Linked DNA regions of Mus musculus: all the other regions are linked to region 3. Evidence: chromatin contacts called from public HiChIP or PLAC-seq, Micro-C and promoter capture Hi-C data. All regions are on one chromosome and are shown on one strand. Each heading gives the region's core, a stretch centred on a gene start, on an enhancer-like site or on the middle of the called end of the contact. The rest is flanking DNA. Distances are from core to core; before and after follow the strand shown. Region 1 overlaps Msi2 (musashi RNA-binding protein 2). Region 2 holds the start of Dgke (diacylglycerol kinase, epsilon). Region 3 holds the start of Msi2 (musashi RNA-binding protein 2). Region 4 overlaps Msi2 (musashi RNA-binding protein 2). Region 5 has its middle 21 kb from the start of Ccdc182. Region 6 has its middle 19 kb from the start of Mir378b.

What was found. Promoter capture Hi-C pulls out the DNA fragments that hold promoters and counts their contacts. A called contact is a pair of places that touch in the nucleus more often than the background predicts. HiChIP or PLAC-seq counts read pairs in DNA pulled down with a chosen protein or histone mark.
Region 1: a contact with region 3 is called in an H3K4me3 HiChIP or PLAC-seq map of embryonic stem cells, with 7 times the contacts expected there. The contact joins the enhancer-like site here to the promoter of Msi2 in region 3. A contact is called at or near these places in 12 of 39 promoter capture datasets (the 3T3-L1 cell line, the C10 cell line, HPC-7-derived erythroid cells and 7 more), 1 of 15 datasets of contacts at CTCF or cohesin (large pre-B cells), 24 of 115 datasets of contacts at active chromatin or transcription factors (T-cell acute lymphoblastic leukemia, acute myeloid leukemia, bone marrow-derived macrophages and 15 more) and 3 of 9 other capture datasets (adipose tissue, liver and pancreatic islet).
Region 2: a Micro-C map of embryonic stem cells shows a contact between it and region 3, with 3 times the contacts expected there. The contact joins the promoter of Dgke here to the promoter of Msi2 in region 3. A contact is called at or near these places in 1 of 39 promoter capture datasets (pre-B cells) and 3 of 484 Hi-C or Micro-C datasets (embryonic stem cells and rod photoreceptor).
Region 4: a contact with region 3 is called in an H3K4me3 HiChIP or PLAC-seq map of embryonic basal ganglia, with 4 times the contacts expected there. The contact joins the enhancer-like site here to the promoter of Msi2 in region 3. A contact is called at or near these places in 9 of 39 promoter capture datasets (3T3-L1-derived adipocytes, the C10 cell line, the HPC-7 cell line and 5 more), 1 of 15 datasets of contacts at CTCF or cohesin (large pre-B cells), 5 of 484 Hi-C or Micro-C datasets (cortical neurons, muscle stem cells, nephron progenitors and 1 more), 30 of 115 datasets of contacts at active chromatin or transcription factors (the 230-238 cell line, the NIH/3T3 cell line, acute myeloid leukemia and 21 more) and 3 of 9 other capture datasets (adipose tissue, liver and pancreatic islet).
Region 5: a promoter capture Hi-C map of the HPC-7 cell line shows a contact between it and region 3, with 7 times the contacts expected there. The contact joins the enhancer-like site here to the promoter of Msi2 in region 3. A contact is called at or near these places in 13 of 39 promoter capture datasets (3T3-L1-derived adipocytes, the C10 cell line, the HPC-7 cell line and 8 more), 1 of 15 datasets of contacts at CTCF or cohesin (large pre-B cells), 1 of 484 Hi-C or Micro-C datasets (B cells), 21 of 115 datasets of contacts at active chromatin or transcription factors (T-cell acute lymphoblastic leukemia, acute myeloid leukemia, bone marrow-derived macrophages and 15 more) and 1 of 9 other capture datasets (liver).
Region 6: an H3K4me3 HiChIP or PLAC-seq map of embryonic limb bud shows a contact between it and region 3, with 3 times the contacts expected there. The contact joins the enhancer-like site here to the promoter of Msi2 in region 3. A contact is called at or near these places in 4 of 39 promoter capture datasets (the C10 cell line, cranial neural crest, embryonic stem cells and 1 more), 1 of 15 datasets of contacts at CTCF or cohesin (large pre-B cells), 1 of 484 Hi-C or Micro-C datasets (cortical neurons), 24 of 115 datasets of contacts at active chromatin or transcription factors (the NIH/3T3 cell line, T-cell acute lymphoblastic leukemia, acute myeloid leukemia and 16 more) and 1 of 9 other capture datasets (adipose tissue).

The regions. Positions count from the first base shown.
Region 1 is chr11:88,376,814-88,381,805 of GRCm38.p6, reverse strand. The region is part of intron 10 of Msi2 (musashi RNA-binding protein 2); the gene reads left to right. Among named protein-coding and RNA genes, the nearest start is that of Mir378b, 27 kb to the right of the region's middle. Within about 2 kb of position 2,690, at least 30 of the 459 cell types and tissues checked have an H3K27ac peak or open chromatin away from gene starts, as enhancers often do. A contact at or near this core is called in embryonic stem cells, epiblast stem cells and heart atrium, where this site is marked.
Region 2 is chr11:89,058,373-89,062,745 of GRCm38.p6, reverse strand. It overlaps Dgke (diacylglycerol kinase, epsilon), which reads left to right and starts at 1,998. Exons shown (of 11, transcript NM_019505.4): 1 at 1,998-2,815. The coding sequence starts at 2,361. Dgkeos (diacylglycerol kinase, epsilon, opposite strand) reads right to left here and starts at 1,995. Exons shown (of 4, transcript NR_110336.1): 1 at 1,923-1,995.
Region 3 is chr11:88,716,917-88,721,315 of GRCm38.p6, reverse strand. Msi2 (musashi RNA-binding protein 2) reads left to right here and starts at 3,087. Exons shown (of 14, transcript NM_054043.3): 1 at 3,087-3,287; 2 at 3,571-3,611; 3 at 3,945-4,026. The coding sequence starts at 3,226. C030037D09Rik (RIKEN cDNA C030037D09 gene) reads right to left here and starts at 2,673. Exons shown (of 4, transcript NR_038058.1): 1 at 2,299-2,673; 2 at 744-910.
Region 4 is chr11:88,453,143-88,457,857 of GRCm38.p6, reverse strand. The region is part of intron 7 of Msi2 (musashi RNA-binding protein 2); the gene reads left to right. Among named protein-coding and RNA genes, the nearest start is that of Mir378b, 100 kb to the right of the region's middle. Within about 2 kb of position 2,222, at least 58 of the 459 cell types and tissues checked have an H3K27ac peak or open chromatin away from gene starts, as enhancers often do. A contact at or near this core is called in the HPC-7 cell line, embryonic basal ganglia, embryonic limb bud and 5 more, where this site is marked.
Region 5 is chr11:88,312,246-88,317,096 of GRCm38.p6, reverse strand. No RefSeq gene overlaps it. Among named protein-coding and RNA genes, the nearest start is that of Ccdc182, 21 kb to the right of the region's middle. Within about 2 kb of position 3,241, at least 23 of the 459 cell types and tissues checked have an H3K27ac peak or open chromatin away from gene starts, as enhancers often do. A contact at or near this core is called in the HPC-7 cell line, where this site is marked.
Region 6 is chr11:88,330,995-88,336,022 of GRCm38.p6, reverse strand. No RefSeq gene overlaps it. Among named protein-coding and RNA genes, the nearest start is that of Mir378b, 19 kb to the left of the region's middle. Within about 2 kb of position 3,367, at least 13 of the 459 cell types and tissues checked have an H3K27ac peak or open chromatin away from gene starts, as enhancers often do. A contact at or near this core is called in embryonic limb bud, where this site is marked.

The DNA of each region.
Region 1 (4,992 bases), core at 1,441-3,940, 340 kb after region 3:
TGACTCACCCAGTGTGAGTGGAGGATCTGAACGTCTGAATGTCAGCATCCTTGGTATTCACAGAGCGGCAGTTTGGCTCCCCTGGTTAAAGATAACTGATGCAGCCAGTTCCTTTTTTTTTTTTCTCCTACAAGCTTTCTCATGAGCGGTGCTGTAAATAGTTCATCTGCACTGCTCCCTAATGGCATCTTATGTTTCCCCCTGTAAGCAACTGAGGTAGAAAAATAAATTGTTTATCACGGACATGCTGTGTGCTGCCGTCTCTTAACCTGAGAGTGTCCTGTTCTCGCTCCGGGGGAGGTGAATGCACTAGATAGCCAGCACCTGGGACAGCAGTTTGTAGAAGCATGCCAACTCCCCCCCCCCCCCCCCCCCCCCCCCCCGGCTGCTGCCTGGCCCCAGCTCTCTCCCCTCTGTCTCGGCACTCTGGCAGAGCGCCCTGGGCTTTTGATAGAGGTGATCTGTCCTTGAGCAAAGACAGAGCATCTGCCTGTGACAGCTGTGGGATAGCGCCCTGCCCCTCCCTGTGCCATCACTCCCTTCTACAGGAAGACAGCATTTCACATCTGCATAAGGGGCGGGTCTGTACATAAGTGCACACACTTGGGCACCCATTTGCTCTCCAAACTCCCAGAACAGTGTAGGTCAAAGGGCAATAGACAAGTTGCTGGATGGTGATGTGGAGGGTGGGTCTTTTATTCTAGGGCCACTTCTTAGCCAGGTGACCTTGTGCTCTAAAAAAAAAGAAAGTGACTTTTTAATTGAGTTGTACTTGAGGGATGGTATATGCATGTGTGTCTGTGAATAAGCTGTGCAAGTCAGTAACAGCCATAGAATGAAATTCTGAGCATCCAAGTGGCTAATGAAGTAAGCTTTCTAGAGTGATCTTCCCATCTTTAGTTCTCACGGTGGTGCTGCCTGAATCTGCTCATCAGTGGTAGGAGTGGCATCAGAGTGCCCCAGGGAAGCAGGGAGTCCCCGGGGCAGGCCTCGGGGCTTTGAGTGAGGAACTGGCAGGGAGTGTGAATCAGGTTTCAGAGTGAGTCAAGGCCCCAAAGCAAAGAAGAGTTGGAAGAGGGTTTACAGTGGAGGATGATAGAGGTGGCCTTCCATAGCGGGTTAGGGTGTGCAAAGGGCAGAATAGAAGCGTCAAAAGTGAGTCCAGAAGGCTGTCCCCTCCTGTCTGCACCCCATCGCCTCAGTTTTACCTTCTCAGCTACATTCCTCTCCCTTGTCACAGGCTGGCAGGTGGCTCTTTGGGATCTTCCAGCACTACTAAGGACAGTAAAGGTTAACATAGCACCAACTGCCCAAAATCTCATTGACTGACTACCTTATCTGCAGTGTTCCAGGCTGTCGGGAGAGCCAACCCAGCATCCTGTAACCCGGCCTTGATGCCTCCCCTCCTGAGCTACTGTGTGTAAGAAGGAGAGGGGCTGTGTAGGTCCCAGGCTGGGGAGACCCTTCTCCAGCAGCTGGGGCTAGAAGTTGCCAGTGTGTTCCCTGCCTCTTTAGCAATGGAGAGAGATCGGGTCTCTGATGCCACTGTGACCAATGGCGATTGGCTTTTGAGGGTGCCAGCCTTGGAACACCTGAGGCTTAGTTACCCTTGGGATGGCTCGTCAGGACTCACAGCCACTAAACCCCTCTTCGTTCCTAGTTATTGTCCAGCGCCAGTCCCTGGTGCTGGCTGAATAGTGCTCATTAGGAGGTGGTCTGAGGTGAGGCAGCTTAGCTCAGAGAGGCCCTGTTCATTTGAAGAGGACCTCAAATAACCTTTTGTCAGCAGAGCTGCTGCTAGGTGACATTGGTTGAAGATATTGAGGCTTTGAACAAGGACGAGTTAGTGGCCAGTCACAGCCTACAGAGGCAGAGTAAGCATCTTGAGTATCCAGGAGATAGTATTCCTCAAATGGGCAGGCTGGGGGAAGAACCCTGGCTATGGGCACAGGGCTGTGACTTACACCAGCTGCCAGGTCTGCCCAGAGAACAGTACTTTTGCCAAGTTTCCAGAAAAGCAGATAACACTCTCTCCAAATACCTGTTCTATCTAGAGTGGTACTGAGCTGCTTCAAGGGGGTAGCCCTGTGGCCTTTCTGTGCCCTTCTTCGGGCCCACCATAGTGACAGAGACTCTCAAGGTTGTCCCTGTTCAGAAAAGGAAGCCCTGGGCCCGCACTCAGGACTGAATCCCACACTGGTCTCCTGTTCTATTCTCTCTGGACAAGTCTTCAGAGCCTTGGGCCAAGAGAGGCCATTTCAGCGCTGTCCTGGTGGAATCTCAGAACTCACAAATCAGAAAGCCCAGGCCTTCAGTGTCAGCCTAAGCTCCTGTCGCCTCCATCCTGCTTCTGTCTGTAAGGGTTCTTCCTCACCCTCACCTTATCCCATCCCAGACATATTCACACAGGGGACCTTTGTGGTACTCGGTGTGGTGACCTGTCTGGCTCTACCTGGCTCCTTGCTCTGTGAGTAGGGGTGAGCCTCTCACCAGATAGGAAGCAGATCCTGAAATGTCAGGGTGGGAGGTTACACTCCTAGGTTGATTGATGGAGCTGAAGATTCACTCACCTGGGTGGGGCCAAGGCTATATAAGCGGGGTGTGGCCTTATAAGGAATTGCCTTGTGCATCAACCCTGTAACCCGTCTCTGCCCTCCCCCTCCCCATTCCTCTCTAGAGATTACCTCTTCACAGAGGCGCTTTTAAATGACAAGCCAGCTCCCAGAGGCCAGCCCAACGGCCACCTGGCCCTCTGTGTACTTGGGATTTATCCTCTCATTTGAATATTAAAGGCAAGCTTAGTCAGGAAGCAGATCTGCCACTTTGAAAGTCGACAGCACACCCCAAATCCAGCCAGGACTGGAGGGAGGTTTGTGGGGACCTGTGGGTGTGCAGTATCACTGAGCGATCCTCGCTGGCATGGAAAATCAAGAGTTGACTCTATTCCCAGATGAAAGCGGAGCACACTGCCTAATAGGCACTTAATAAACATTTGCAGAAATGAATTGGAGCAATCTGAATTGACAGGAATTGGGGGTTTCACTTGCGATCAGCTTTCTGTGCCTCTTGAAGCTGCTCTGCATAAATGAGAGGATGCAACAAAGTGAGTGCTCAGCTCCCCACAGTCACACCAGACATACACGTACACACGGGCGTGTGCACAGGCCCACACCCCATACTACACGCTGCTGGCTTTGCAGAAAGCTGAGAGGTGAGGTCCTTTCTTAGTTTGCATAGACACTGGGCCTCAGTGTCCCTTACCTATCGAAACCTACTAAATAGAGACAGTGGTCACCCTGCCTCACAGGTTTGCTGAGGGGTCTGTGGGAGCAGGCAGGGTTAACAGTGAAAGAGGCTACAAGTGTGTACTTTATTCCCTGTGAGCTGAGAACTGGTACCTACCACCTCCATCTCTTCCCCCTGCTGCCCTCAGCTCTCCTACACCTTCTCAGATACCTGCCTTAAAGTCCCCTTTGAGTTTCGCCATAAGGGAACCTTATCACCTTTCCTAGGCCTTCAGTTTTGATTTTTATTAGTAAAACCAAGAGAAAGCCTGCAGTGTAGAAAACAAAATTACAACAACAAGAATTACTCAGAGTATGAAAGGGGGTTAGACTGTCACATGGGGCCTGCGGATCCGGTATTTCATGACTTCTGGGATCAGCCCGTGCAGGAGACCAAGATGTATCCACTACTCCTTCCACCCAAGCCACAAAGAAACTTCTTTCCCTGAGTCTAGCTTAGTCTGGATTCCTTGAGTCTTGTCTCTCTGGTTGCTGAAAAACAGCATGGTGTAACCGCCGGCACCTGCCCCAGAGAGTTTCAGAACACAGAGAGACACTGGGCAGTGAGCTCAGAGCTTACAGACGCATCCTGTGTGTGACCAGCTTGGGCATTTCCAATAGTGGCAGGCACAGGAGCAGTGAGCATAGTGGGAGCCATTGATGGTACTTGGAGAGCTGTTGTGAAGGGCAGTCCTTGCCTATTCCTGCTACAGTGACAACACCATAACCTGGGGCTAACTATTCCCTAAGGAGTAGGTGCTGGCAAGTCCAAGGTCAAGTTACCTGTAGATTCACTGTGATGGTGAGGACTACTTCCTGGTCCACAGATGCCTGTTTTCTTGTTGTATCTTCCCTTTGTGAGGGTGGGGCATGGGACTATCGAACTCTTTGGATTCTGTCTTGTTTTCTTAAGGTGAGTATTTATTATGTATGTGTATGTCTGTACATGATGTGGTGGAGCATGCCTGCCACAGAGTGTGTAGAGGTCAGCGAACAGCTTTATGTTGTAGGTAATTCTCCTCCCACCATAGATGAACATTAGGGGTTAAACTCAGATTTCTAGGCCAGCTCAGCAAGTGCCGTGTCCTGCAGAGCTGGCTTGCTGGCCCTGGATTCTCTTTTATTTTTTATTTTATTTTTAATATTTATTTATCGGTATATAGGTACACTATAGCCGAACAGATGGTTGAGAGCCTTCATGTGGTTGTTGGGAATTGAAGTTTTAGGACATCTAATTGCTCCGGTTGGCCCCACTCACTCAGTTGCTGCTTGCCCAAAGATTGATTTGTTATTATACATAAGCACACTGTAACTGTCTTCAGACACACCAGAAGAGGGCGTCAGATCTCATTACAGGTGGTTGTGAGCCACCATGTGGTTGCTGGGGTTTGAACTCGGGACCTTCGGAAGAGCAGTCAGTGCTCTTACCAGCTGAGCCATCTCTCCAGCCCTGGATTCTCCTTTATAAAGGCACTAATCTCACTAAGGGGGCTCCATCCTCATGCCTACTCACTTCCCAAGGGCCCCACCCCCTAATACCTAGCAGATGAGAATTTCAGACCGTAGCATGTAATAACCAAACGAAGCCTTGAAACACAAAAAGAAGTTCACCAGGTAGGGGCTGGAAAGATAGCTCAGCAGTTAAGAACACTGGCTGCTCTTGCAAAGGACCTGAGTTCTGTTCCCAGCACCCACATGGTGCCTCACA
Region 2 (4,373 bases), core at 749-3,248, 340 kb before region 3:
AACCTCAGGTCTCCTCCTTGAGAAAAAGGGGACCAGAGCCTGCATTTTACAGAATTATAGAATCCTATCATAGAATTGTAGAACAAATTATAGAAACTCGTTCATGACCTAGATAGACTGAAGCTGACCTGTATGCCCAAAGTAATTTTTTTTAAGATTTATTTATTATTATATGTAAGTACACTGTAGCTGTCTTCAGATGCACCAGAAGAGGGCATCAGATCTCATTATGGGTGGTTGTGAACCACCATGTGGTTGCTGGGACTTGAACTCAGGACCTTCAGAAGAGCAGTCGGTGCTCTTAACCACTGAGCCATCTCTCAAGCCCCCAAAGTAATTTTTTAAATTATATTTACTTATTTATTTATGTGTGTGTGGGGGGGGGGTGCTCACATGCCACAGAGAGTGTTTGGGTCCCAAGAATCAAAGTGAGGCTTTCAGGCTTAGCAGCAGGTATCTACTGAACCATCTCTCTGGCCCATGAATGGCCAAAGTAAAACAAAGTGATCTTTGTGTATTTAAGGTACTTAAATACAAAGTGTATTTAAGGATAAGTTCCTGTTTGTCTTGCGTTTGTTTGACCCATCTGCACGGATGTGTTTGATCACATGTGGACCGGAAGTAAATCAGGTGAACTCTTATCCCTGGGGTTGTTTTGGTTCGGGTTTTTGTTGTTGTTGTTGTTTGGTTGGGTTTTTTTTGTTTGTTTGTTTTTGTTTTTGTTTTTCAAGACAGGGTTTCTCTGAACAGCCCTGGCTGTCCTGGAACTCACTTTGTAGACCAGGCTGGTCTCGAACTCAGAAATCTGCCTGCCTCTGCCTCTCGAGTGCTGGGATTAAAGGCGTGCGCCACCACTGCCCGGCTTGTTTGGTTGGTTTTGCATTGTTTTGTTTGTTTTGTTTGTCTTATTGTGTATCCCTAGTTGACCAAGAACTCGTGATAATCCCTCAGTAGAGAATAAGACCACTACCACAATTTAAAACCAAATTTAATGTAAGCTTTAATTAAATACTGGCCAAGGTGATGGACTCTCTGGCCAAGTTCATCTCGGGGTTCCCAGAGAATGGCCTCAAGTCGTGCTTTGCACGGGCTTAAAAAGGCAAAACCCACAATTCACTGCATTTCCCGTCTGGTTCAACTGGGGGCAAGCGTAAATCTTGATGTATTTCCTGCCTACATGTGACCCTGATTTACTTCCGGTCCACATGTAATCAAACACATCCGTGCAGATGGGTCAAACAAACACAAGACAAACAGGAACTTATCCTTAAATACAAACAGAACTCTTAACCTGTATGCTTTATTTTTCCTGTTTTGGTCCTCACACTATGTAGATCAGGCTGGCCCTGAACTCACAGAGGTCCATCCACATGTGGGCCACATGTCCAGTTATTTTATTATTTTATTATATTTATATAATACACTGGTAACTTTTGGCAGTCTTTGACTTGTGTTCTGAATGAACATAACACCTTCAAAAGAGCCAGTTTTCTCCATCCAGGATTCCCCGATATCCATAATCATGCCAATTCCACCTTCACCGTTGAAGAAGGGGATCAGGCTAAAGGTCAAATACTGTTAAGTCACTTATGGTAGAACTTCCTTTGGTTCTGAACTTTTGATAGTCAACCATGTACTTACTCCGCCCCTGATTTCCCTAAACCATGCCTCATTCCACACCATCTTATCCGTTCCTCTGCTCATCCTTTCCTAGATGGTCCAGACCCTTGAAGTCTTTCAACTTTCCAAGCCACCTCTTAGCCTCCGCCACGCCCTCATACCTGACCCCCTCCCACCCAAGGGGAGCGCCGCCGCGAGCCCCGCCCTACACCTGGTCCCGCCTACAAATTTTATCAGCGCAGACTCCGCCTTCCTCTAGCTCCGCCCACCATCGGAAAGCACCGCCATTGGCTTTGTCCTACCTGGCCCCGCCCAAGTTGTGGGCGCGTCAGGCCCCTCCCAGCCCTCGCCGAGCTGCCGGCCGGCGTGCGGACTGCGCAGGTGCGCTTCTCAAGCGCGGCCTCCTCATCCCACGCAGATCTCGCGGCCTGAGGGTGGGACGGCGGCCGGAGGCTTGGCTGTAGGTGGTACCGGCGACCGCGAGAGCGAACTGGGGGGTTGGGGGGGGGGTCTCCGGAGACCTCGCGAGAGAGGCACGGGCGAGGCTCAGCGCGACAGCCGTTGTGAACGCAGTGGCCGCGAGCCAAGCCTGTACTGCACGGAGCCCGCGGGTGCGACCTGCGCCTTTCCCGGGGCCGAGGCCACGCGCAGCCTCGGGACGAGCCGCAACCCCACGCAGTGAATCCGAAGGCAAGCCTTCTGGACCCGGCGCTCCATAGGCCACGCCTGGGCCTGAGAAGATGGAGGGGGACCAGCGGTCCGGCCCACCCGCCCAGAGCCTGCTCCCTGATGGCCACTTGGTCCTATGGACGCTGTGCTCCGTGCTGTTGCCGGTGTTCATCACTTTATGGTGTAGCCTGCAGCGGTCGCGCCGGCAGCTGCACCGCAGGGATATCTTCCGCAAGAGCAAGCATTGCTGGCGTGACACCGACCTGTTCAGCCACCCCACCTACTGCTGCGTGTGCGCGCAGCACATCCTGCAAGGAGCCTTCTGCGACTGCTGTGGGCTCCGCGTGGACGAGGGCTGCCTCAAGAAGGTCGACAAGCGCTTCCCGTGCAAGGAGATCATGCTCAAGAACGACAAGGCCGCAGATGCCATGCCCCACCACTGGATCCGCGGCAACGTGCCCCTGTGCTCTTACTGTGTATTCTGCAGGCAGCAGTGTGGCAGCCAGCCTAAACTGTGCGATTACAGGTATGGCTTTTATGGGAGGCAGGATTGTAAACAGTGGGTGGTGAGACCTAAATTCATCTCAGCAAATGGCCCAAACTATTCACGGCATCCCTGGCGTTTGAAGCAAGTCTCATGTAGATGTTGGTTGGTGTTTTTGTTTGTTTTTATTTTTGTTTTTACCCTTTGTGAGACAGTCTCTCCCCTGTGGCCCGGGCTAGCCTCAAACTCACTAAGGATAGCAGATGACCTTGAACTTTTAATGCTTCGCCTCCCCGTGCTGAAAATACAGGTTTGCATCACCTGAACCAGTTCATGAGGTGCTGGGTATCCAACCCAAAAGCCTTAAGCATGTTATTCAAGCTCTCTAACAACTGAATTCCACCACCAACACCACCCCTAAATTCCCACCCCTGCCAAGGCTCTTAATTTTCATCAAAGGCCTGTTTAAGTGCTGCCTGGCTCGTGGCTACTCTGTAGCATCCCACTTTACATAAGGAAGAATGAAGGGTACACAAAGAACCTTATGCCAGTCACAAAACCAATTTGTTCTTGATTTGGAACTATGAAAACAAGGGTCAACCCAAAGCAGGGCTTTAAATTTCTGTAGCTATTGTAGCGATTGGTGTCATAGTCAAGTGTTTGACACACAAGACGGGAAAGGAGATTTACGTTTTCCACTCATTTATTTATGGGGTGTGGGGGTGCAAAGTGAGCTCCCTTCGAGTTCTGTGGCTCCTAACTCATCAGGCTGTTGGGCTCTCTCCCCAGTCTTGAAAGGACATTTCTGTTGTCAGATCTTTCAGGACTAAGTGTCAGATGAGTCACCTGAGCTAACCTGACTGCTTTCCTGGCTTCAGCATGCACACTGAACAAGGAATCTTGCGCGGTGAAATGCTGTGTGGAACAGGCTTCCTATTGGAAGGGATTGTAGGTATTGGAAGCTGGTGGACAGCAGAGCTGCCCTGCAGATTATCTCCTCCTCACTGGTTCCACACTTGAGAAAGCTGAAGATAAAGTGGGGCTGGTTCCCCAAGACTTCCAACACCCAGCCTTGTCAGAGCCTTGTCTGGTCTTCACTGCCCAACAGGCTTTATTTTGGACAAATAGAAACTCCCACACACGCTTTCAAGTTAATAGCTCTGAAGCTACTGTGAGTGCTTTCGCGTTGCATGTGTGTGTTGGTGTTGGTATCTGTACACAAGTGCAGATACCCACAGCGGCCACAAGGAGGTATCGGCCTCCCCTGGAGCTGATGTTGTAAGCCTTCCCAGCGTGGGTGCTGGGGATCAAAGGGCCCTGTGTGAGAGCAGTTGCACACATTTATAACCGTTGAGCCATCTCTCCTTTCTGTCCTCTTTAAAAAGTCGTGTTATGAACTTACTATCTCTGCTGGGACACATTGAGAGCATTGTTAATGATGATGCCAGAAGATAAGCTAAAATCAAAGTCATCACAGTCAGGCAAAGACATGTGGTCACGCTATTTCTGAACCTGACTTTTTTTTTAAGGTTTATTATTATTATTTTACCTGTATGCTTGTGGGTCTTTTACCTGCAAGTTTATCTGCATTGCATGTATG
Region 3 (4,399 bases), core at 1,838-4,337:
AAAAGTGGCCAGGGGCCAGAGAGCCCAGGAGAGCGTGGGCAAGAGCAGAATGGGGTGGGGGTGGGGGCGAGTCCTCAAGGCAGTGTGAGTTATACAGCACCACCACTGGTACCCTGAGCGAGCGAGTGAGCTGAGCGAGCTGGAGAAGAAACACTGAATCATCAACCCTTACTAATCCTAGTGCAAAGGGCGGTAGGGGGAGGGTTTTTTTTTGTGTGTGTGTGTGTGTGTGTTTGCTTTGGACAATGAAACTGTCCCACATGTTTATCTTGATGGTCACCCTACAATCTGTACATCGGTCAAATCTCAGAACCAGGGAGCAGGGGAAGAAGGCCTGTAGCAGAGTGTTGCCACCTAGGTATGTGGTGAGTGCAGTGAGATGGGACAAGCAAAACAACCTCCTGAAGGCTGGGTGTGTGGCTCAGTTGGTGGAAGCTTCCCTGCGACACTGGGAGCCTAGGGGTTGATCTCCAGCACTGCAAACCTGGCACGGTGGCCCCAAGCTACAATTGCAACAGCAGAGGCAAGAATGTCAGAAGTTCAAGGCCGTGATCCTCCGCAATCTATGGAGTTCACCATCAGCCTGGGCCGCATGAGACACCATCTCAACAAAACAACACAATCTGCGAAGGAAAAATAAAACTTGGTGGTGGTGGTGGTGTGGCCAGTGTCAGGATGCTCTCTCCAGTTCAAGGCCTGTCTGGGTTCTTGCATTGCAAGACTCCAACTCCAACAATACCAACCTTAAGAAAAACAGTGCAGTGACGTAGTAGCCTTCTCCTTTAGTCCTTTATCAGTCTCTGGCTTGGACACTGCAGTGCTCGGGGCCCCGCCCCATCAGGTCTCCTCCCAGCTCACCACTTAACAGTTTGTTCAAGTCTCCATCAGGAAGGTAGCCACTGACTTCTGCCTATCGAGGAACAACAAACAGCACACTACAGAGTCAAAGGGCACTGAACCATGGCCAGAGCCCCTTTTAGGTATTAACTGGTTGGGGTGGGAAGGCGGCCTGACAGCCTGGCACCTTTGGGACTCCCATATTCAAGGAAGGAGCCGGGTAAAGAAAGGCCTTTCTAGCTCTGATGATCTGTGGTTCTGCGGTAAAAATCCAAAATATAATCCAATTAGCTGTGTTGCCTGTACTTTGTGATTGAGAATAATCGCAAAAAAACAATTACCATCATAAAAACATGCAGCTCTTTAACACATGGGAACCCAGATGATTCAAAAATCAGTTTGTTTGGAGTGTTGGGAAACAGCAGGGTTTGTGGTCTGAAGTCTTATGAAGTGCCTTCTAAAAATCATATTCACAATTTATAATAAACACAGTCCATGTAAGTACACAATTTTAAAAAGGGACTTTGACATTGTTACATTGTTCACTACAAATGCTCCGCCCATCCATGCTGTCAGAGAGGCACTACCCCAGTTTAGGGGACAGAGAGATTGACAGTCTGACCACTCAAAAGCTTTGGCTGTGTTGAGATTTTTCCAAATGTCTCCAAACCCACAATGGACACGGCATAGTTTTGGTGATGAGTGAATTCCATTGTCTCCTAATCCTATGAAAATTAATGGGAAAGTGTTAATTGTGCATCAATGCATGCTTAACATTAACCCAGGGATTTGATGAACCACAACTTTATGTTGCCCCTCATGCCATATTAACTTGGTTTATTGTAATAATTTAAAACAATAAGGATAATTGTATCCGTACTGTTTTAAATACTCCATAAATTGAATACAGCCTGAATCTGGCCAGCCTGGAATACGAAGTGTGCGATTCCCCCGGGAAGCTACAGTCACCAATCCTTTGGAGTTTACACTTTGCCAGGGGAGAAAGGGAACTTTTACCAAACACCTACTAAGTGTCAGAATCTGTGAGGCTCCTAGTTCCAAAAACTAGGGGTAAGGTGCTTTGTTATCTCCAAGACCTACCGCAGGTCTTGGGAGATAGAGAGCCATTTCACTCCTGGCGCTTACACTCTTTACAGAGGAAGCCCTAGTAACTTTAAACATAAATAAATTAGATAACGGATGAATGGTCGAGGGATTTTCTGAAATAAGCACCTATCTTAACCACCCTCGGGATACTCCCAAACTGCTACTCAATCTCCATGAACATTTGCTTTGAACCCCAATCATTTGACCTTGACCCCTACAAGCCCACTTTATTATATTTTCAAATCGCGGTCTGAGTAAGGCGCAAGCCCTGTCTGGTTGCTTCCTCGCCCCCTGTTATCTATCGCGTCAGTTTCTCAAAGTTCCGAAATAACCTTCGCGGGCACGGCTCCGTACCTCTGGCGGGGAAGGGCGGGGAGCCGTGCAGGACGTGCCAGTGTGGAGCGGGAGCCAGAGAACTTGCCGCGCGAAGGGAAAATAAAACTTGTGGCTGGTGTTCGTGCAGGAGGGTCTCCTCCATCCGCAAGCCCCCCAGATCCCGGGGTTCTCGAGGACTGCCCTGGGAGCGCAGGGTGTGGGTGTGCTCCCGGCGTCCTTGACCTAAATTTCCGCGCGGTGGCTGGAAACGGGGGCACAGAGGCAGGGAGGGCGGCGGGTGCCACCTCCGAATCGGGCGCAGGGCCCCAGGAACTTGAATGAATAGTCCGAACTAGGGGGGCCCGGGGGCGCTGCCGCCTCCCGGCCCAGCGAACAGCCCGGGCCGAGCTCCCCGCGCCTCCCCCTCCCCCACACCCAGCCCATGTGATCTGAGCCGACTCGGGGTGCGCTTCCCGTCTCCCCGCCTGCTTGGCGTGGCCAACCCCCCCACTCGAGTCGCGGGGCTCGCGCGCCGCCCCTGATGGGTCCCGCTGCCGCGGGGGGCCGAGCGTGTGCGCGCGCGGACAGGCGGGGGACCGAACGGGGTGCGTGACGTCACCGCATTGGTTACACGACGTTCTAGAACTCCGCCCCACGTGCGCGGGGAGGAGGGGGAGGAGGAGGAGGAGATGGGGGTGGGGAGGAGGAGGGGGAGAGGTGGGGATGGGCCGGGGGGGCGGGGACGGGGGGTGTGCGAGGCGGCGGGGCTGAGCTGAGCCGAGCCCACGTGTGACGGGCTCTCGCCGCTGGCCCGGCTCGGCGCTCGCGGAGCTTCGCAGCCGCCGGGCGGGGGGAGGAGGCGGGGGAGGAGGGACGGAGATCTGGGGCTCGGAGCCGGCCGCCGCTGCGCTCCGCTTCGCTGTGGGGCTCGGTGTGTCGGGGGTGGGGGGGCGGGGGGGCTCCGCTATGGAGGCAAATGGGAGCCCAGGCACCTCGGGCAGCGCCAACGACTCCCAGCACGACCCCGGGTAAGTTTCCAGCCGCTGCCCACCGCGCCGCCGCGGGCTCGTTCGGGGCTGTGCGGGCGACGGTGCGGAGCGGGGCATTCGCGCGCCCCCCGCGCCCCCGCGCGCACCCTTGGGGCACTCGCGCACCTTGGGGTGGCGTGGGGCCGCCACCTTCTCCCCCAGCCCACCTCCAGGCTCGCGCTCGCCCGCTCCCCCCCAGCTTTCCTTTTAGCTTTTGTAAGTTACACGTCAAAATGGCCGATCTGACATCGGTGCTCACTTCGGTTATGTTTTCTCCCTCTAGTAAAATGTTTATCGGTGGACTGAGCTGGCAGACCTCACCAGGTAAGGGAGGGAGGGGGGGACGCCTGGGTCCCCCCCTTCTTGGCTTCTTTATTGCTCTTTGTTATCCCAGTGTAAGAGCCCCCCCACCCCGCCATTGGCTCCCCACTTCTCCTGTGCAAGGTTATTTTTTTAAATAGCAAATCCTTTCCGAGCCCTCTACGCGACCTCTGTTGCTGAATTTCCCCCTCGTGTGCAAAAATATTGCAAAAACAAAACAGAATAACAACAGAAAACTACTTTTGCTTTTTGTCCTTGATCAAAAAATTGCATTGCTCCCCCCTCCACACCTTCTCCCACCCCCCCATCTCTCTCTCTCTCCCTCTCTCTCTACAGATAGCCTTAGAGACTATTTTAGCAAATTTGGAGAAATTAGAGAATGTATGGTCATGAGAGATCCCACAACGAAACGCTCCAGGTAACGCATTCCCTTCTCGATTTTGCCTTTATTTTAGAACAAAGTTTTAGTTTTATTTTTGGAGGTGTCTTCGGAAGTAGCTAAGCGGATTTAGAATGGGGCTCAGGCGCGTGGCTGGTTGGAACGTCGCTCCCCCCCCCCATAACCCCAAAGGTTATTGTTAATTAGGGCCGAACTCTGGATTCAGAGACGCCCATCTCTCCCGCTTGAAGTCATTTTCCTGTCGCTTCTTGTTCTCTTGTTTAAAATGACATTCAGTTCACCCACTTTCCACATAGTTTTTTTTTTTTTTTTAATTTAAAAATTTGAATGTATGCCTTCTGCACACTCCCAAACTCTGAAGTCCCCTCTTTGGGAGGTGAATGAATATCTT
Region 4 (4,715 bases), core at 973-3,472, 260 kb after region 3:
AATAACAAGATGTCTGATAGTGTCAGGGACTTCCACTGGGCTCCGAAGGTGGAGACCTTTACAAGATGCAGATGCAAGGCTGGAAACAGTAGGCTCTCCAGCTAGGGCTCAGGACAGATGTTCATGCTAAATGCTCCTGAGAGGAAGAAGATCAGGCAGGAGCTGTTTCCTCCAGGTCCCACCTCGCCCCTGTCACCACGGCCAGGCCAGCATCTCACCAGAAGTGCTGGCTCCCGTCCTCACTGCCCAGAGCATCCGACATCCTCATGTTACAACAGAGAGGCCTAGCATCCTATGACCTAGCTCCACAGGACCCAGGCACATGACTGTCTGTATGTCACGGCACATATTTCCAGCCTCACTGAACCACCAGCCCTTGAGATTTTTATTGTCTGTGACACAGAATAACCCACACAGCTCATAGGGAGTTGCCGCTGCTTAATTAAGTTCAGAGTCATGTTCACTGGCCTGTAATTCCTAAGTCCATTCTACAAGGGTCCCGGGAGCTGAATTTGCATCCTAACCCAGACTCCCTCGCTGCCCTGGTATATCCAGACCGGAAGTGACAAGCCAGGAGTCGCCCATCTGAAGTGTTTGGCCTCTTTTGTCTGAAGGGTCCAGACTGAGGGGCTTCCTTGAGTATAGGAGTCTAAATTCTATTTCCAAAAACAGCTTCCCATCTCGGACAGTCAGGTGAGTTTCCTCATGTTCAGACAGAAACCTGGTCTTTGAAGTTTCTCTACAACCAAAGGGTGACTGGTTTTTAGCCTCCCTGACCTTTGACCTCTCACCCTGCCACTCAGACCTGACTCGTTGATACCTACTGCCTCTTCTTTCTGTGATCATTGATTTTTCCTAGCTTTGGTTTGTTTGATTGCCCTGTTTTATTCATTTGTAAGCACAGGAGGTATCGGATTGCTTTAGGAACCAGGTGGGACATCGGTGGAAACATCTCAGAGACCACATGGTTGTAGGATTGGTGGTATAGGAGAACCAAGCTGTTCCAAATTTGGAACTGGCTGATACTGGTCTTTGAAAGAACTCTTAACTCATCCCCCTCCCCCAAAATAGTAAAGAGGTCTCAGTGATTTATAGGTAGTTTGTCTGTTTTTTGGGTTTTTTTTTTTTTTTGTACTGTTTTAACAATTTTGTAGACCCATTGGAAATAATGGAAGGTAGTTAGTCTATTGAAGAGTAGGATCAGAAATCACATGACTTCAAATGGAGGCTTTGTCATGAGTCAGTTCACTCCTCTCCCCCCTCCCCCACACAAGGCTAGCTTCTAATGGCTGCGCTCTTCAGCTAAGCAGCCGTGAGTGAACTGGACTGAGAACTCAGAGCTGAGGACCTCGGAGGACAACCAGGTCTCTGCTAGCTCTAAAGTGCCCCTTTGGAAGCTGTTTGGTTTTGACTACAGTTTTTTGGTTTTTTGAGACAGGGTTTCTCTGTATAGCCCTGGCTGTCCTGGAGCTCACTCTGTAGACCAGGCTGGCCTCGAACTCAGAAATCCACCTGCCTCTGCCTCCCGAGTGCTGGGATTAAAGGCGTGCGCCACCACGCCCGGCTTTGGAAGCTGTTTGGGAAGCTGAAGTGGATGTTAGTATATCGGCTTTTACTTGCATAATTTTCTCAACCCTCAGCCACAGGTCTTCCTGGATTCCCTAACTGGCTTTTGATTTTCTGCAATGAAAGATGAATGAGATTTGGTGGGAGGGGAAATGGGAACCCGTTTCCTCCCTCCACTTCCACTGTGGCCCTGGTGCTGACTTTGAAAACCCTTCCAAGACTGCCAAAGGATAAAGAGATGGGTGCAATGCCTTAAGCTGTTTTTTGAAGTTGGATCTCTGTGTGTGTGTCTCTGTGTGTGTGTGTCTCTCTGTCTCTGTCTGTGTGTGTGTCTCTCTGTCTCACTCTTGCTCTCCCCCCTCTCCCCCTCTCTTCCTCCCCTCTGCTCTCTCCTCCTCTCCACGCCCCCCCCCCACCTCCAAGACCCCTGAAGTACACTAGAGTCTATCTTCACTCTCAATCATCTGTCCGTTCTCATCACAGAGGCCGGAGAGGAGGGTACACAGGCAGCCCAGCCAAGCAGCCTTTGTGGCTTCCCTTCCGCCTGGCCAAGAGATAACTGCTTTTGAAAGTTACATTTATCTAGTGAGAACAGCAAAGCCAGAGAGGCCGAGAGGAAAGAGCCGGCGGCCCTTCTGTGATGAACGGATTGGAAACTTTTCTTGTGAAGCAAAGGCAAGCCACAAGTTTGTCTCTTTCAAGAGAAGAAGAAATTGAAAGTGAAGCTCCAGAGAGATAAAGTTTTTTTTTCCCCCAATCTGGTTCTTCATGTAGGCTTAACGAATCTAGTAGGGCCCTGCAAATGGCAGAGACCTCAATTTCCCCCCTTTCTGGGCTCCCTAACTAGAGAGGTTTGCAAAGCTTAAAGGGATTAATGCTCTTTAAACCTCGGCACTGCTTCCTGCTTCTCATGGGATCGGGTGCTAATAAAGATGTACCAGCCTAGAAATGCTAGTAAACATTGCTTTGTTGCCACGGCAACAGGCGAAACAAGACCTACACCAAGTATTGCTAACAAGGGTCCTTGTGATCAAGAGTTTAAGGAGGGGTGGGGGAACGGTTCTTAAAAATGCAAAGAGTGTTGGCGAGGTAATTAGACTTGGTACTTTCAAAGTAAATTTATAGTTTTACAGAGCATTGCTAGAGAGCCTTGTTGCTTGCAAAGTCACCCTCCATCAAGTACAGCAAGCAGCGTTGTTGCTAAGAGCCGACAGCATCTGCTGCCGGTTGCTCCGATGAGGCTGGAGCTCTGCATCCTGTGATACCTTCCCCCTCCTCAATAAGTCTGTGTGCACACACTCAACTTGGGACTGGAGAAAGCTCTGTTGCCTGCCTGCTTGGTGTTGCAAGGTACTAGCGACTGTTCTGCACCTGCCTTCCATCCGGGTTGGAAGACAACCCCCATGTATGGCAAGCAGGCTGAACGTCCGTCCCCCCTGTTCTGCCTCATGTCACCTACGTGCTGATCCTGGTCAGTCCAGATGTGCCTGTTTCCCAGGCGGAGCAACCAAGAGGGACTTTCTGGGAGGGAACCCAGGTGTGTCTGTGGTACCTCCAAGTTTGGGCTTCTTGCTCCTAACTTGTATAGACTCTGGTCTATCCTGTCCCTGCTGCCTAGGTGACTGTCATTCTCTTCTCGGGAACGTCCCTTTACGCTGTTTCCCTCTACTGTATCTGAACACTGATGGCTTAGGCTTCTGTGCACGCCTGTTCTGTGTGCAGTGGATGGAAGAGCAGTCCCCCTAAAGTAGAGATGAGCTTGCTAACTGGAGCATCCTAACCCCCGTCTCTTGGAAGAAACATGTTCACCTAAGGATTCACCCTGTGGCATCTCACGTCTGTGGAGGTCACTCTGCCCTCAAGCCTGCCTCCAGGCTCCCCTCTCTCTCTCTCAGAAATGTCTGTGGACACCCCAGCTTGGCCTCCCTGCTGTCTCCTCACCTGCCTGTGTTTCTGTTGCCCCTTGAATTCCGGCCTATGTCTCAATTTTGAATCTTCCCCCTCCCTCTCCTTGGGCCAACCCCTGAGAGCCTGAAGGTTGTGCCCCTCCTCCCACCGTGCAACCCTGCTGTCTTTGTTCACTCTGAACCCCCTGGTTACTGTAAAACCTGAAGGGCAGGAGTCGTGCTCTGTCTTCCATCCCCAGCCCTCAGGATGTAGTAGGTGCTTGGTAATTACTTATGGACTGGCTGAGTGATTCAGACCCACCAGCTTGCTATGGCAACAGGTGCTTCCTTCTTTGGAGATGGCAAGGTCACACAGTCACCCACCTGGATACCCCCATCCCCTATAGCTGGCACAGGTTGCCCAGTCTCAGACCTGCCATTTTGTGTCATGACTACTGAATACCGTATGTCAGAACTGCATGGGGAAAGAGCATGCCTTGCGATTGGCCCTCAATGCTCACACTAACACATTTCTTTTATGTTGATAAACTTGGACTTGGGCTAGGATTGAGTGGGGTTTATTCTCCAGTATCCATCAAGAATTTAATGATAAACGCTGTTTATCGGCTTCTTTCCCCTTCTCCCCACTGTATCAGTTTTCTCATTGAATTCAAGAAGCAATAGCAATTGATTAAGTTGCAGCAGAGCTTGCCCTAAAAGGAAATGATTGATAATCCGTTTAGGTCTGCCTTGCTTGCTTTTCCCCTCCTGATTTCCTTGGCCACTTTTTCAATTACGGACTGTATTTAGCTTGGTTTGCTCGTCGTAACTCATTTCCCCTTCCTCTCGGATCTGTGGGGAAGTTGTAATGTAATGTTGAAGTAGTGACATCTAATTATTTCCTTGAGACATCAGTTAGAAATGCAGGAATACATCTTCCTTGAGGTGGACAGCCGGGGGATTTGGCGCTGTGCGTAGAATATGCCTGTGCCACCCTCTGTCTTGCCAATAGGAGGGAACTAAGGGTGTTGTGTGACATCACAGGCTCCTGTCATTGGACTTAGAAATAAAGAGCACATGGCCTCTGAGGGATTGCTTTCCCAATTGACCAAGTGGCCAGGGACATCAAGTACACTTCGGTCATTTCCCTAGTAGGAAAAAAACTGCAGAGGCCTGTGGCACTGAGGAAGACATTCACACCATTTCCTTCAGAGATATTCACCCCTTTTTCCCTCTCTTTCCCTCCTTCCCTAGGCTACACTA
Region 5 (4,851 bases), core at 1,992-4,491, 400 kb after region 3:
GGCTGCAAAGGTCCGCACTCATCCCTTGACCTTGTCCATCTCTCTGCTTTCCTCCGCATCTTGGATGAAGCAGAATGAAAGGCTGGCTTATCAAATTTGCAGTTGACACAAAGCCAGAGGGATTGTTAATAGAAAGAATGGCAGAATCAAGATTCAAAGGCATCTTGACAGGTCGGAATAATGGGCTGAAAACATGTAAAAAAATAGATAAATGTAAATCCCTGTGTGCGTGCACACGTGTGTGTGTGTGTGTGTGTGTGTGTGTGTGTGTGTGTGTGTGTGCGCGCGCGCGCGCTCGCTCGTGTGTGTGTGTGTGTGTGTGTATGTGTGTGTGTGTACACGTATGTGTGTGTGTGCATGTGTGCGCACGTGTGTATATATACACGTGTGTGTGTGTGTGTGTGTGTGTGTGTGTGTGTGTGTGTGTGTAAAACATCAGATGTGATGAAGAAAGCTTTAAAAACAGAGGTGACTGACAGGCAAGACGCCAGTTAGTGTTCAGAGCAAGAAAAGGGGAAATAAAACATTGAATGTTTGGGAAACTGTATTCAATAAAGTAAATGACATGTGTAGGGGGAAGGCACGACCCCTTTCACCCACTTTACAGATGAGGTAACTGAGGCTCAGCGATGCTACTAGTAGCCTCAGTGGTTCATGTAAAAACTCTGATGGAGTTATATTTCAAATTCAGGGATAATGCTGTACCCCTCTCTGCCCCCGCCCCGAGTTAATCTTGATTCACTGAAGCTAATCATAGCAGGTTTTTGTTTGTCCAGAGTAATAGTTTGGAAAGTGACAGACATGTCATTCAAGGAGACACAGGGTAACTATGTTGGAAGTTCCCTGCAAAGTTTTCCTCTTGGTTTAAAAGAAGCCTTGGTACCAGGGCATGGTGAAATTAGCCTATATGGTCTCAGCACTGGGGAGGTCTAAGCAGGAGGTCATTGTATGGTAGAGGTCAGAATGAGTTACAGTGTGAGGCCCTGTCTCAAAAAAGGAGGAGGAAGAGGAAAAGAAGAGGAGGCGGAGGAAAAGGAAGATGAGGAGGGGCAGCAGCAGCAGCCACTGTCCTAGACATAGCTGTCCCTGCCTGTCTTTCATCTCTAAGTGTTGTCAGCACATGGGGTCTGGAAGTGGGTGTATTGACTGACTTAGATAACCAAATACAGAGGCTGTGGGCTGCAGAGGTGGCCCTCTTCCTGGCTGTCCAGAAGACACTGGGCTAACCTAGTTGAGCATACCTTAGAAACCCATGTGACTTCAGTTTTTTCTCTATAAGCATCTTAGCCAAGCAAGCTTTGTTGGTCCTGGCAAGATTGCTTTTTGAGCACACATGCAAGTGCAAACACACACAGAGGGAGAGTGAGACAGACAGACAAATGTTTCTTTCAGCCTTACATTTGTAGACATGCCACTGTTTCTAGAACAGTCTTAACCCAGATGGAAGTTAAGCAATCCCAGCTCTAGATTTTAGACCCAGCTGTGGTTTAGCGCTGTCCACGTGCCCGTGTGGCCATGGTGCTTCTGGTTTTCTGAGATTCCTCTTACTTGGTACACCAAGCTCACAGTCTTGCAGCCTCTGACTTGCTGGGACACCACTACCCACCGGGGGAGCTTCTCTTTCTCCCCAGCTTGTGTGTGTACCAACTCCTTTTATCTTAATATTAAACTCCACTGTCGATCCAGGCTGACTATGTGACCAGGCCCCTAGCTGAGGACCAAGGGGGTGTGTGTGTGTGTTGTCCCAAATCTGAGGCTTTCTCCAAAATTGTTCTAAATAGGCATTGTAAAGGGAGATTCCTGACATCTGGGATTACAACATGGGAAAGAGCTTCAGAGCTGGAAGGGACCGCACACCCCACCACATGGGACAAACCAGAGTGCCAGAAAGAGGAGGGAGCAAGGCCCGCTTAGGAGCAGACAGAGGGAGCCAGTAGGGGTGGCACACAACTTTAACCCCAGCACTTGGGAGGCAGAGGCAGATGTATCTCTGAGTTCAAGGCCAGCCTGGTCTATAGAGTGAGTTTCTGGACAGCTAGGGCCACACAGAGAAACCCAGTCTCAGGGGTGGTGGTGGGGGGAACAGACAGGGAAAGATGGATGAGAGGGTTGGGGGTGAGGAGCAGACAGGGAGAGAGCTTTGAGGGTAAGGAGACAACAGCCTCATCTACTCTAGATTTCCCACTTTGCTACTGCATCCCTTCAAACTGGAGAAAGCCAACCATTCTTCCTGTTTTCCAGGAAGAGCTTTTTGTTGGTTTCTGCTGTTAGATCTCATAGATTTCAGGGCAGGGCCTTGGCCTTTCCCACTGCCTCTGAGCTCTCTCTGATAGTGTACTCCCCCGAAGGCAGAGGAGCCTTCCGCTGCCAACCCAGTGAGAGAGTGAGCCCCTCTAGAATCTATGTGCTGGCAAGTAGCCATCGTGCAAGATAGAGGACGAGTGCCCGGCCTTACCCTCTGCTTTATCTTACTGAAAGGTCAGTGCTGTCACACCCAGGCTGAGAGATGACAGCAGATGCAGGGGGACACCAAGCCAAAAGATGAGGAGCAATAAGATGAGATGCAGGCTCTGTGTAACTATTAAACCCATTTATTTTCTCATTCAGCAGCCCCGCCTTGAGATCTGCTTCGGTCAAGGTGGAGGATGGAAAGCGACAACTCAACAAAAGATTTATGTTACTATTTTCACAAGCCACGCAGTATCTCTTGCAGCCACCATCCTGGGCCTGCTAGAATAAAAGCAGTCAGAAGAAGGTGTAAACAAGTGGATTTGGCTGAGACCTTCTGGGTTTCCCTAGCATTCTGAGCCACCTTAGTGCCAGGGCTCCTCGCGTGGCATGGAGTCTCTTTGTTCATGAGCCTTTTGCACCCATTAAGAACCATAGGCTTCTTTTTGATGTGCATTTTCCCTGCTCTTATTTATTTTCATTCTGTGTGTGAGTGTGTGTGTGTGTGTGTGTGTGTGTGTGTGTGTGTGCATGCATGTGTACATGTGTATGTGTGTGTGCGTGTATCTGTTTGTCTGTCTTTGAGTAAAGAGACCAGTTTCCTAGAAGAAAGGTAGGAGGTCCTCAGACCTGAGGCTTTGGGGGTCTAAATGCTTGGAAGATAGAGAGATTGTATTCACAACTTAAAACTCCTGTCCAAAATTCTTTGTTGAGCTGAACAAAACTATAGTCTCTCCGTCTCTGTGCCTCGGTGGTGAGGGCTCCTTTGTCTGATTAAGGGCTGTCAGGAGTGATTGATGGGCTCCCTCCGGACAGCCAAACCCGCTCTCCTCCTGACAGCGCCAGCGATAGCCGAGCGGAAACTGACCCCAGCTGACACACTCATCTTAAAATATCTCTGTTTCCCTACTGCCCAGATAAAATAGCTGTCACACTAAAAGTAAGGGCCCCATTGGGGGTTGGGGGGGGGCTAGCCTCTCCCAGGACTGGTGATGAAGGAGACTGTGATGTCAGGGTTCACAAAGACCAGACCACAAAGTTCCTGACAAACTGGCACTGGGTAGATTGTGTGCTGAGGAACAGCTCTGTGGCCAGATCTCGAGGCTGAGCCAGGACAAGCAAGACACTGTCACCAACAGCATCGAGGATCATTTACTGAGTGTGGACTGCATCTTGTTTTGGCTCTGTCAGAGCAAAGGACAATGACGCCAATACAGCCCTTCCCGGTGGCATCTTGCAATGGGCTGGCAGTGTTGACACTGGCCATTTCTGTGGCCTTTGTAGGGACAGGGGTTCCCAGCAACTATAGATCGGGTTTGAAATGTGTCCCCAAAAGTGATCTTTCCAAATCCTCACCCCAGTGTCTCATAACATGACTTTCTTTGGAGATAGGTTGTTGCTAGTGTATTTCTGATGAGGTCATCCTGCAGGGGTGGATCTGTATCCATGTGACTAGTGTCCTTAGGATAGACATTGAGATGGACATAGGAGGGCAGAATGGTGCGTGACAATGACAGCAGTCTGAAATGCCATTTCTGCAAGTGAGGAACACGGAGGAGTACCACTCCATGCTATGGGTGGCCAGTAAGCCCCCAGATACTGGCAGACATGAGAGAGAGTTCTCCTCACAGCCCACAATGCAATAATGATGGTGAGTGAACCCTGGGAGTTACTCTCCCCCACCCCACAAGTGCTCACAGACAAGTGAGGGCTACTGTTTGAAGACACTCCTCTTTTCATGGCTTTTGTTTGGTGTTTTGAGGCAGAGTCTTCCTCTATAACCCAGGTTGGCCTCAAACTTAGGACAAGCTTCCTGCCTGAGCCTTCTGGGGTGGAGTAGGGGGAGGTTTGTAGGCATGTGCTCCTACATCCACCTCAGAGGCTACTCTCTAGAGAGTAACTGGGGGCCAACCTGACAGGCCCAAGAATCCCATCGGAAAGCTGGTTTAGAAAAAACATAAGAGATGAAACGACTGTTTCCACACATGGAGAACCCTGGCTTCCTGAGGATGCTGGAGATGGCAAAGGAGCATGCGAGGCTCCTCTTATACAACAAAGAAACAGGTATGTAGGAAGCAGTTAGGATATGATGTCCCTTCCCACCTCTCTCCTCCTGAGACCTCTCTGTCCCAAGTGTAAAATAGAAATACTGCTTCCTTGCCAAGGAATGGCTAGAGGGATCAAGGCCACCCAGATGGCCTGGAAAAGATCACATACATGATGAGATTGTGGCTCACTGGCCTAGGACAATGATATAGGCTAGAGGCTGGGAGAAGGAAATTTGGATCCTTGGCCTGGAAGTGGGTCCTGCTTTGCTCCCTCCATCCAACATGCTCGGGAGGGGTCTGCACTGCCTGGGACTTCCGTGTGGCTTGGAGCTGTCCTCTCAGTCTGTTGGTGCCT
Region 6 (5,028 bases), core at 2,118-4,617, 390 kb after region 3:
TGGCGGGCACTGTGCAGTGTGTGGCAGTACCAGGCTGCCTACAGTTTGTCCAGGAAGTTGTCCCAGCGCTGGGATGCCCTCCTTCAGACCTTTGCACTCACAGGTCTCAGCTGCCACTTGGCTGGGGCAGCTACTGTTGTCAAAGAGGTCCCCAGGCAGGATCTACCAGTGGTCAAACATGCACTGGGGGAAGGCTTGGCCACCAGTATTGGATTGAAGATCGACGGTGAAGCCAAAGGACTCAATGACAGGCAGGTATGCCTTGACCACGGACATGGGGGTACCGGCCTCCTGGGACTCATCAAATACATGGCCATACTTCCTGTTCAGGACACTGTGGGTGCCACCCACCACTTGTTCAGGTTGGCGGTCCATTTCTGATGCTTCAGCAGTCATCCATGCTTTGTGCTCCTGTCCCTAGTGAGGACTGGAACATCTTAGAGGAGCTTTCCTGCCGACACCTGGGCTTGCCCCCTTCCATTTTTCCAAAGATGTGGCCATCTGATTGGTGGGTACCATCTCTTCCTGTTTCTCCCATGCTGTCTGGATCAGCCAGGATCGACTCAGGAAATCAGAAGTAAATTCACAAGAATAGAGATAAATTACCACGAGGAACTGGCTTACAATTTCTGTGGGTCCTCATGAGGTCTGGAGATATTCCCTGAGCTAGTCTGTTTAGGTGTTAGAAGAATGTATCAAGGCCAGGAAGATGTCTCAGCTGGTAAAAATGCTTGCCCCTGTGCCTAACAACCCAAGTTCAACCCCTGGGACCCACCCCACAGGGTGGAAACAAAGAACTGACTCCTATGGCGTGGCAATGCATTATGATAAAAATATCTCTTACATTCTAAGAGACTGGAACTTTGAATGGGCCTCACAGCCAGAGTTAATAACACACTTGAAATCACTTAACACTTAAGACTGCTATCCTACTGTGTACTCAGCCTGTTTGTTTAACCTGCCTTTAAGTGAACATTGTAACAACCAACCTTCATTCGCCTCGGATTTCCCATCTAATCACCCTTTACAACCTAAGCTAAGGCACAGCTGTGATCTTAAGTTATTATGTGTTCTCTCGGTTGCCTAACCCAAGTGAAGCCTGTGTGTCTGTATCCGTGTGTTATGATAATCATTTGCTGAAAACGCCAAACACAGGTTGAAAGGAATCTTACAAGTGATTATCCGCCATAAATGTTAAAAAGCAACGCGCATACACACACTGATTGATAAACAATGGTGTTGGCAGCACCGTTTGCCCTTTGAGTCAGTTAAAGTCAGTTACTTAATCCCTTGTAAGCCTCTGTTAAAGATCTCCGTACAGCATCCCCACCCCTTGTTGCTTCCCCATGCCACGCTCTCATTGCTGTTTTAACTAAAGAGGGAGAGAAGCCCTCTGTTAAGGAAAGACCCAGGGACAGAGTCACAGGACAGCCTGCAAGCAGGCACAGATTCCGGCTCACACAACAGACGGACGATAGAAGACGCGGAGAGACGGAAGTCGGAATTTTAAACCTGGGATCCTTCTTGGTTAAATGACCCCCCCGCCCCCGGGAAATTCTTTGATTCCCTTGCTCAGTGTGACACTTAGGTGATTCTAGATGCTGTCAAGGTAGCTAAAAACTGTCGCACACTCTTCAGTTTCTCTTGGACCTGTGCCCTTCTTGCCAAATCTTAAAAAAAAAAAAATCCCTCTTTGTGTGCGTGTGCGCGAGTGTGCGTGCGTGTGTGTGTGTGTGTGTGTGTGTGTGTGTGCGTGCTAAGGCTCTAGAACTATGTAAGAGAGAGAGAGAGATAGGTAAACTTGTTAACTTAAAACTATCACCCCATGGACATTTCCCATCTCTTCTTCATCAGAATCTTTTTGAGATTGTCCAATCAAATGTGCCTCTGGGGCTGGAGAGATGGGGCTCAGCGGTTAAGAGCACTGACTGCTCTTCCAGAGGTCCTGAGTTCAATTCCCAGCAACCACATGGTGGCTCACATTCATGTATAATAGAATCTGACTCGTTTGATGTGCATGAAAACAAACCACTCGTATATATAAAAATAAATAAATCTTTTTTTGTAATTCCCTGATCTTTAGCCAGGCAGTGGTGGGACATGCCTTTAATCCTAGCATTTGGGAGGCAGAGGTAGGCAGATGTCTGTGATTTAATGGTCCACAGAGCGAGTTCCAGGACAGCCAGAACTATACAGAGAAGCCTGTCTTTTTGTTTTGTTTTGTTTTGTTTGTTTGTTTGGGGTTTTATTTTTTGTTTTTGTTTTTTGAGACAGGGTTTCTCTGTGTAGCCCTGGCTGTCCTGGAACTCACTCTGTAGACCAGGCTGGCCTCAAACTCAGAAATTCACCTGCCTCTGCCTCCCAAGTGCTGGTATTAAAGGCGTGCACCACCACACCCGGCTAAGCCCTGTCTTGAAGGAAAAAAAAAGTGCATCTGGAAACTAGAAAGAGTGCTCTGGGTTAAGAGCACATACTGTTCTCCCAGCTCACGTGAAAGACAGATCACAGCTGCCTGTAACTCCCGCTCCAGGGGATCCAAGGCTCTCTTCTGGGTCCTCCAAGACTGCCTGAACTCACATGCACACACGCATCCATACACATACTCAAATTAAAAATAAATACATATATTTTTAAAGATTTTTATTTAGTGTATGTATGTGAGTACATTGTCACTATCTCCAGACACACCAGAAGAAGGCATTGGATCCTCATTACAGATGGTTGTGAGCCACCATGTGGTTGCTGGGAATTGAACTCAGGATCTCTGGAAGAGCAGTCAGTGCTCTTAACTGCTGAGCCGTCTCTCCAGCCCTCCCCCCCCCCCATACACACACACACACACACACACACACACACACACACACACACATATATATATATATACTTCCATACTCTCACACTTGGGGATATGAGGGGACAAGTGTGTATATTTGTCCAAATACGTTCCCTCCCTCCAGGCTAAGGGATGCTCTCGCATGCTAAGCCTCCATCTCAGCTACTCTGAGATACTCCAGTAGAGTCTATGATGCTCCATCTCTCCCAGTTGTTGAGTTAGTTCCTTAATGGTCAGAGTTGATTTGAATGACTGACCCACTTTGTCATCCTCTCTGCCACTTGGGTGATGAACTGTTGAAAGGGCCAGTTTTTGCAGTCATCGCCTTTTTTAAGGACATCCCCTAGCTTGCAGGCGCCCTTCATCAGCCCTCCAAAAGCTGGTGTGGGGCCAGAGAGACCCCCCTGGGTGGCAGAATGAAGCATGTGGCCACACCAACAGCTTGCCTCCCCTTATGCCCTCGCCACCCCTCCCACAGGTCTCTGGTTAATTGCCATGGCATATCAATGGGCACTCGCCGAGGAGAGAGCAGACAGGCTGGCCCGCAGCATCCCAGCTCACCAATCATCACTGATTAAAAACTAGTTATGAAGCAATGAAGATGGAGTCCTGCATTAACCAAATGACCCTGAGCATGGCCCAGCCCAGAGAGATGGAAGAAAGCAGCAAAGTCTAACTTATGACTTGGGCAGACCTTCAGGGCTGTTTGAATTCTGGGAGATTTATGAGGTAGTGACAGCATTTGGCTGGATTGGATTCTGGCTTTCTGCTTCATTCCCAGATGTGACTGTGTGCTTATGGTTTCCTGTGGACTCACCTCCTATTCGGAGTAACCCAGTTTGGCTGGACTCTTACGTGAGTTTAATCTGAGTCTTCTGATTATATAAAGTAGAAATGGATCATATTGTCAATTTCCAGAGAACCTGAATTAGCTCCACCACACTTAATACTGAAACTATCCTGAAGATAATTTAATCTTTCTTTAATGATTCAAAAGGTGCTTTGAAGTCTTGCATTAATCAAAGTCGTGGTTATGAATATCAGAAGTTAATACCGACCAAAGGTAAAATGTCCGTGAAGAATTGGGTAGAGGAGATGACGGGGGCCAGCACAGGTGGCTGTCTGACAAGAGTACAGGTGCGACTTGCGTGTGTCAGTGGGCATGGGGAAGTGCGGGCTGATACAATTTCGCCTGGCTAATGCTGACATTGCCATATGCAAAGAACGGTACTCAAAAAAGTCAACCTCTCCTTGGCTCTCACTTGCTCCCATGATTCCCCGGGGGAATTTGGTCTTGGCCAAGTTGGACCTCATTTGGGCAGATTTAAATGATAGGAGAGGATGAGAAATATCCACTCCAGGAAAAGCCCAAGAGCCCAAACAGAATCCTCTTTTAAATGGACAGAAGTTTAAAGGATATGCTGAGAGGGGGCAAGAGCTGAAGAAAATTAAGTGAAGAAGCAACTAAAGTAAAGAAAGTGTGTGTGTGTGTGTGTGTGTGTGTGTGTGTGTGTGTGTGTGTGTGTGTAAAATGAGGATAACAACATCTCTATTAGGTTGTGGCGAGCTCTATGCAGCCCATGGGCTTTGCTTTAGACTCAGATTCAGGAATGTTTGCATTCCTCATCCTCAAATTCATGACGAGGTCTAAATTCCCAGTGTGGTGCTATTAGAAGGCAAAGGCTTAGGAGAATGAGTAGGTCATGAGGGTGGAACCCCACCCCCCAGAATAGGATTCGTGCCCTTATGAGATCCTTAGAAAGCTCCCACGTTCCTCTCCTGCCATGGGAAGACACAGCACAAAAACACTATCTGTAAACCAGAAAGCACGCTCTCACTAGACACCAGATGGCCATTTTCTTGACCTTGGACTTCCCAGCTACCCCTACTGCCTATCATTAAAGCCACCCAGACTATGGTGGCAGAACAAACTTGAGCAAAACTAAGTAAGGCTTTCTCTGAAGGTGAAGGATAGTTGTTAAGGCTTTTAAGCCACTTCATGAAAGATTTCCATCGCCTTTCATGGTACCTCTGAGTCACCCGGATGTATACATGGGGATAGGGAGTCAGGAATGAGAAGATGGAGCTGTCAGGGGAAGGTCCGCTGAGGGACTGGCACACTCCAAGTCCTCCAGAAGTGATTCTCGGAATCAGAGCCAGCTGGAGCTAGGCCAGCACCTCTGCCCTCACTCCCT